Regions from separate parts of the Anas platyrhynchos genome. Here region 2 is linked to region 1. A link is a contact called in public Hi-C data. All regions are on one chromosome and are shown on one strand. The core of a region is the stretch at or near the end of the contact, and the rest is flanking DNA. Distances in the headings are between cores, read along the strand shown.

Region 1 (2,759 bases), core at 94-2,593:
AAAAGGTATGTGTTTTGTGAAACAAAAATTGGATAGCTGAACTCTAGTTACAGCACAGTCACCCAGCTCACTGTGTCCAGTGTTGCTGAGAGGCATTAGGAAACAAATTTTGATCAGGTTTCCAGTCTTTCCTATTACTCCTGGTCCCTATTATTCCTTTCTGTCCAGTTTCTTTCTCCTCCCTTTTGTATCATCTAGTCATTTCCTCTCCTCACTTGGCACTAAGCAGCAGTGCAAGAATAAGGAATAGCCGGTGGAGAGGAGCAAAACACTGGATGAAAAGAAGCAAGTAGAAATGGAAATGAGAACAGATATCTCAAGGAAAACTCCCAAGAACCTCCACTGGGATATATGCCCAAGTAAGGGAGCGTGGGGAGGGCAGGAAATGGCCTGAAGAGATCTTTAAAATACTGCAGTAGTTAATTCAGATCAAGTGTTCCTGGGGACAGTTTGTGGTAATGAGGAGAATGCACTGAAGGTGTAGGAGGGACACACAGTTTTTGCAATATCAGTGCTTTCCCAGGGTTTCCTGACTCTGTCATTTTGAGAGCTCCATGCTTTAGCCCTAAGGAGAACACCAACCAGGAACTGAAAAGGTTCGGTGTGAGAAAATTTATGGCAGGCCAAATACCATGAATTTATCCATTTGGCCTTACAATAAACCCCCCATTGCTTAATGCAACTTCCTGAAGTTACTGATAAAGGAGCCCTGCACTCCCTGACAACACTGAGTGATTGGAGGGCAGCAGCCCTGCCAGCTAATATCCACAGCAGGCACCATCCAAGTGCCTCACCCCCTCTGGTTGTTAAGTAACAGGGAAACGGAGGAGATGGGCAACAAGTAAAGGTTCCCCACTTGGTAACTGGCCCACCCCAATGTGGCAGCTGATGCTTGTCACACAGGGGATAATGGGACCCTGAGCCTGGAACACCTCGGCACCCCCCTAGCAAGCTTGTGTCCTCCCTTAATCCTGGCTTCTTGTGTCCTCGCCCTTCTGCAGCCAGATCCTTGGAGTTGATGGCTCTGAGTGTTTCAAGCTGGCTTCTTAAAGCACTGACCTCAGGACCTGTGCAGATGAAACAGAAGCCATGTACACTGGGGCTCAGGGGGAACAAGCACGCAATTACATAGGGACTACTTCAGCTTTTCCTTCACTGTTAGGGGGCCTCTGGGCTGCACAAGTAGTCCAGAGTAATCGGGGTGCCCTGTGCCCTGGTACAAAGGCCTTCCCCTCCCTCATACTGCCGATATTGCTGGTTTCGGGCAAGGTCACACTTTGCCTGAGCTGGCCTTAGCATAAAGACAGCACTAATTAAACAGTTATATGAATAATAAAAACTTTCGGTTAGTTATCAAGCCCAGACAACACATCCAGCTCCCACACAGCATTCTTGTCTCATTCACATATGAAAACAGTGTAAGTTTTGTATAATGCTGATGCCGTAGTGGTTCATTCAGTAATCATTCATTAACTGAAACACTCATGTCAAACAACAGCATAGCATCTCAGCTCTGCACCTCCAGAAACCCTCAAGAGATTATTAAAAAGCCCCAAGTCCTCAGAAATGTCAGAGTCTGGAAATCCCTTTGTTTTAAACAAAAGTAAGGGCTGATCCTTTCCCTGAAATGCTCAGCTTGTTCCGAATGCCTGTTTAAATCAAACACAGATATGCTCTGGGCTTTCTGCAGATCCTTCTGTCTGCTTATAGACAGAGAAAAGAACATTGCAACATAAAGTGCATGCACATCTCCACATAAAACAAACCCCAAAGCCAGGTCAGTGACCAGCTGGGTATCCCAGGGGATGAGGAGGTATTTAACAGTGCGGCAGCTTGTTGGAAGAGGAGGAAGTGAAGAAGGCATGGGGGACAGAAAAAGGAGAACAGATTTTTCATTATAAGGATGACATTTACAAATACCATTCCCTTTGGGTGAGGTTACATTTAAGCTAGACAGCTCAGACAATATTAAAACTGAGATGAGGCCTTATTTCTGAAGTGCTTTTCTGCTGAGGAACCTGAAACACTTTCAGAGAAGCATGAATTAAGCCTCACAGCAGCAGCGTGTATGAAGCAACTATTATTCCCCATTTAGTAGATGGTGTATAAAAACGCAAAGAGGTCACGTGAGTGGTTCAAGGGCGTACAGGAAGTCTGTGGCACAGCACAGAAATAGAATCCAGACCTCTTGACTCCTAGACTTGTACTTTAACCACAAACTCATTCTTCTTCCCTTAAACATTCAAGAAGTTGAAAGCCACGCAGCATCAACAAGTCAAAGATCTGAGCGATGCTTGCCTTAGATTTTGTAAGTATATACCTAAAATAGCATATACATAGACAGGAAAAGATAATTACCTGGGGCAACACATAGTAATAGTAACTGTAGTATAAACAGCAAATTTGTTTTCTCCTTGCTGCTGCTGGAGTAGGGCTGCAAATTCATTCTTGTTCCCAGCTGGGAAAGGATTTTGGACATGGAGTGCAGGTTTCAGGATGCTGTTAGTGCATGTTTTTTGACCTGGACCTTTCTTACTTCAATCAATATTTACAAGAAAATAAATATATATGCAGGATTGCTTTGCTGTCTGATAATGATGAGGCTACAGTGAGAATGCAGGAGCTAAGGGTGATTTATTTTTATCTGTAGCAAAAGCTTCTACAGGGTTTCAAAAAACATTAAATTATAACAGAAAGAAAAAAACAAATAAGGCCAGAAAGACTGAAGTTTATTACTGTGTTTGAATGGAGGCATGGCT
Region 2 (2,759 bases), core at 177-2,676, 35 kb after region 1:
TAGCCATTATATCATTCTGTAGCCACATCATTCCTTTCCCTCACTGGGTTTTTTGTTCCTTCAGGGGAACTATTCTGGATCAGGCTGAAATGTTCTCATGGACTGGAACAACCCCTCTTTTTCAGTCCAGAAGTATCACTCTCTAACCAGCAAAAATGAAGGTGCAAACAAGCAACGTGTAACAGTGAGGTGGTGTGGAAATCAACGTAGTGGTTTCAATCTGGTAGGAGGATTAAATGGCCTTTTTGCAAAACCCTTTTGCTCTCAAATAAAGAAGCTACAGAAGCTACAACATACTGAAGGACCTTAACCGAAGAGGTCAGGTTGCCAAATTCAGCAATCCAAGGCAGAACAGCCAGCTGGAAGCTTTCCCACCCAGCCTCGCTTCTGCCCCCTGCTGCGAGCAAAGCGGCTCCATCACCCCGAGGGCATTTTGTCCTGCCCGCAGGAGCCGTGCCCTCTGCTCCCAGCACACACACACAAAGAGGCTCCCTTCTTGCACAGATGCTGCAGGTCCAGAGCGTGAGTGAGCCCAAGCCCCTCAGACAGAGGGTGGCAGCAGGACACGGCCGTGGCCCTAACTCTGCCCTCAGGCGCCCGCGGCCGGCTGAGCCCACGCTGGCCGGCACGTGTGGCCACGCGGGGCGAGGGAGGGCAACGTGGCTGCAAATTGCAACCAGCCACAGCCACAGAGGGAAGGAGGTGAAGGCTTGGACAATGCACCCAGGCCAGCCGGAGGAGGATAATAGCTAACTTAATGCCCGACGGCCTTGTCAGTGCCCCGTTAAATTAGATCACTCTGTTGTGAGTCAGAATGAACTCATTTTCCTGCTATGCTTGCTGCCTGTGACAGCCCTCGGGCTACTTTAATCTTCAAACACCAGTGGTCAAGATGAGAGCTGATTTTTTTTTTTTTTTTTTTTGGCTTGTGAAAATGATGAAGTAGGCTGCTTGCATTTCTTTGTGGGCTTCTCAGCCTTTCCCAGCCAAGTCAAAACTGGCTGGAGAATTGAAATCATTGCTCTCTTTGCACAGCTCATCCGCTGCTGATGCACAAAGACAGAGGCTGAAGTCCAGGGCAGAATGTCAGCTTTGGGAGCATTATCCCAGCTAGGTCTTTTTCTCATTAGCAGCATGCTGAGGTGATGCCAATGTTTTCTCTTAACAACAAGAATTAAGGATGACGCTGCGAAGATACAGCCACGGACAGAAAGGAATGACCACTGTCCCTGCTGCAGACACACACAGTTGACACTAATTTCAAGTCCAGCCCTGTGATGGAGCAACCCACCACTAAAGGTGGGAGAAGCAAGAAGGGGTTAATGGAGAAACCACCCTAAAACCGCTTCAGTGGAACTCTGGAAGAGTCCCGCAGGGATCAGCAATGAACAAACCAGCTGCAGGATGCACTACGCAAAGCAGACTTCTGCCTCTCCCTGGCCACATACTAGAAATAACAGCATTAAAAACACCCTGGTCCTTCTTGCCTCAAGAAGTACTTTTTAGTGCACAGGCTGCTCTGCACCAATGAGGAATTAACCGCACTGTTTGGGTCCTGCGAGCAGGCTTGGGCACACATTTGAATCCCAGGAAACTTTCGAGACAAAGGCAGCAAATTATATTCATAGGGCAGTGGCCAAATAAACCACAGCAGGCTGGGAAGGCAGGACAGCTGAATGGCAGACTGCAGGAAAAGTGGAGTTAAGTGACTCCAGGGCTTGTCTCCAGCAGCTAGAGAAATGCATTAGTTTGGACTGAAGCTCCAGTGAATTTCCAATAAAAGCAGTCCTTGGAAGGATGGAGAATCTGTGGTTATTTCCTGAGATTATTAAAATCAAACTAACTATGCATATACCTTTAACTAAAAAAGGATTTTTTTAATACATTTATTTCTGCCTTATCTCCTTTCTTAACTAAAGGATCTGTTACTTACAAATCCCACATTCCACTTGCAGTATAAGGTTTTAAAATCAGAGTATTCCTATCTTGTTACTCTTTTTTTTTTTTCCTTGTTATGAAGGCATTTCTGTTGTAGTTCTGCAATCTGATTTCAAACCACTGAGGCAGAGAGGCAAACTGAGAACCAGGATATAAGCACAGGATGTATCTACTGCAGCTCTGCACTGCACGGCAATGCCAACACACTGTGAAAGGTAGCAAGCACAAGATGAAGTTCAAAGAGTCCACAGGTTACATGAGCGACTTGGTCTGTGAGGAAATGTCAGTTAGAAGCGAGCAGCACAAAACAGCTCTGTTTTCCTATTGCTGTGGCTTTGCTTGGTGACGATGACATACAAAGATTAAGTCTAACTGCACGAGCTCCAGTTGTTTATCTCCTTTATTATCATCGCCAGTAAGTGAAGGAGATGTGTGGGTGTCACCTGCAAAAAAAGAAGTTGCATTTCTGAGAGAAAAAACATCTGCAGATCAGAGAAGGCACATGGTCTTGTTTAATTCATGCATATCCAATTTCCTTCCTGTCACTAATCTGCAGCACTGAATTTAGTCTTCTGGATTTCCTTAGCTTTGCTATGCTGAGAGAGTTCAAGAGAGTGGGAGACGGAGGGACTTGAGCAACATCAAGAGCCCAGAAAGCCTGCAGAGCATCGAGGTCATTTGCAAATCACTAAGATAGCCTGGCTCCCACGGCACGGAATTTGATTTTCCCTCCCTCACTTCCCATCTGCTGAACTATGGGGATTTATCTGCTGTGCAATCAGTTTACAGAAGAACATTTTGTTCAGGCTACTATTGAGGGC

Evidence for each region. Hi-C and Micro-C count contacts between places; a contact is called where the count stands out from the background.
Region 2: a Hi-C map of skeletal muscle shows a contact between it and region 1, with 1.9 times the contacts expected there. The contact joins two enhancer-like sites. A contact is called at or near these places in 2 of 8 Hi-C or Micro-C datasets (skeletal muscle and subcutaneous adipose tissue).

The regions. Positions count from the first base shown.
Region 1 is chr7:26,279,283-26,282,041 of IASCAAS_PekinDuck_T2T, forward strand. No RefSeq gene overlaps it. Among named protein-coding and RNA genes, the nearest start is that of CD28, 18 kb to the right of the region's middle. Within about 2 kb of position 1,344, at least 6 of the 8 cell types and tissues checked have an H3K27ac peak or open chromatin away from gene starts, as enhancers often do.
Region 2 is chr7:26,314,190-26,316,948 of IASCAAS_PekinDuck_T2T, forward strand. No RefSeq gene overlaps it. Among named protein-coding and RNA genes, the nearest start is that of CD28, 17 kb to the left of the region's middle. Within about 2 kb of position 1,427, at least 6 of the 8 cell types and tissues checked have an H3K27ac peak or open chromatin away from gene starts, as enhancers often do.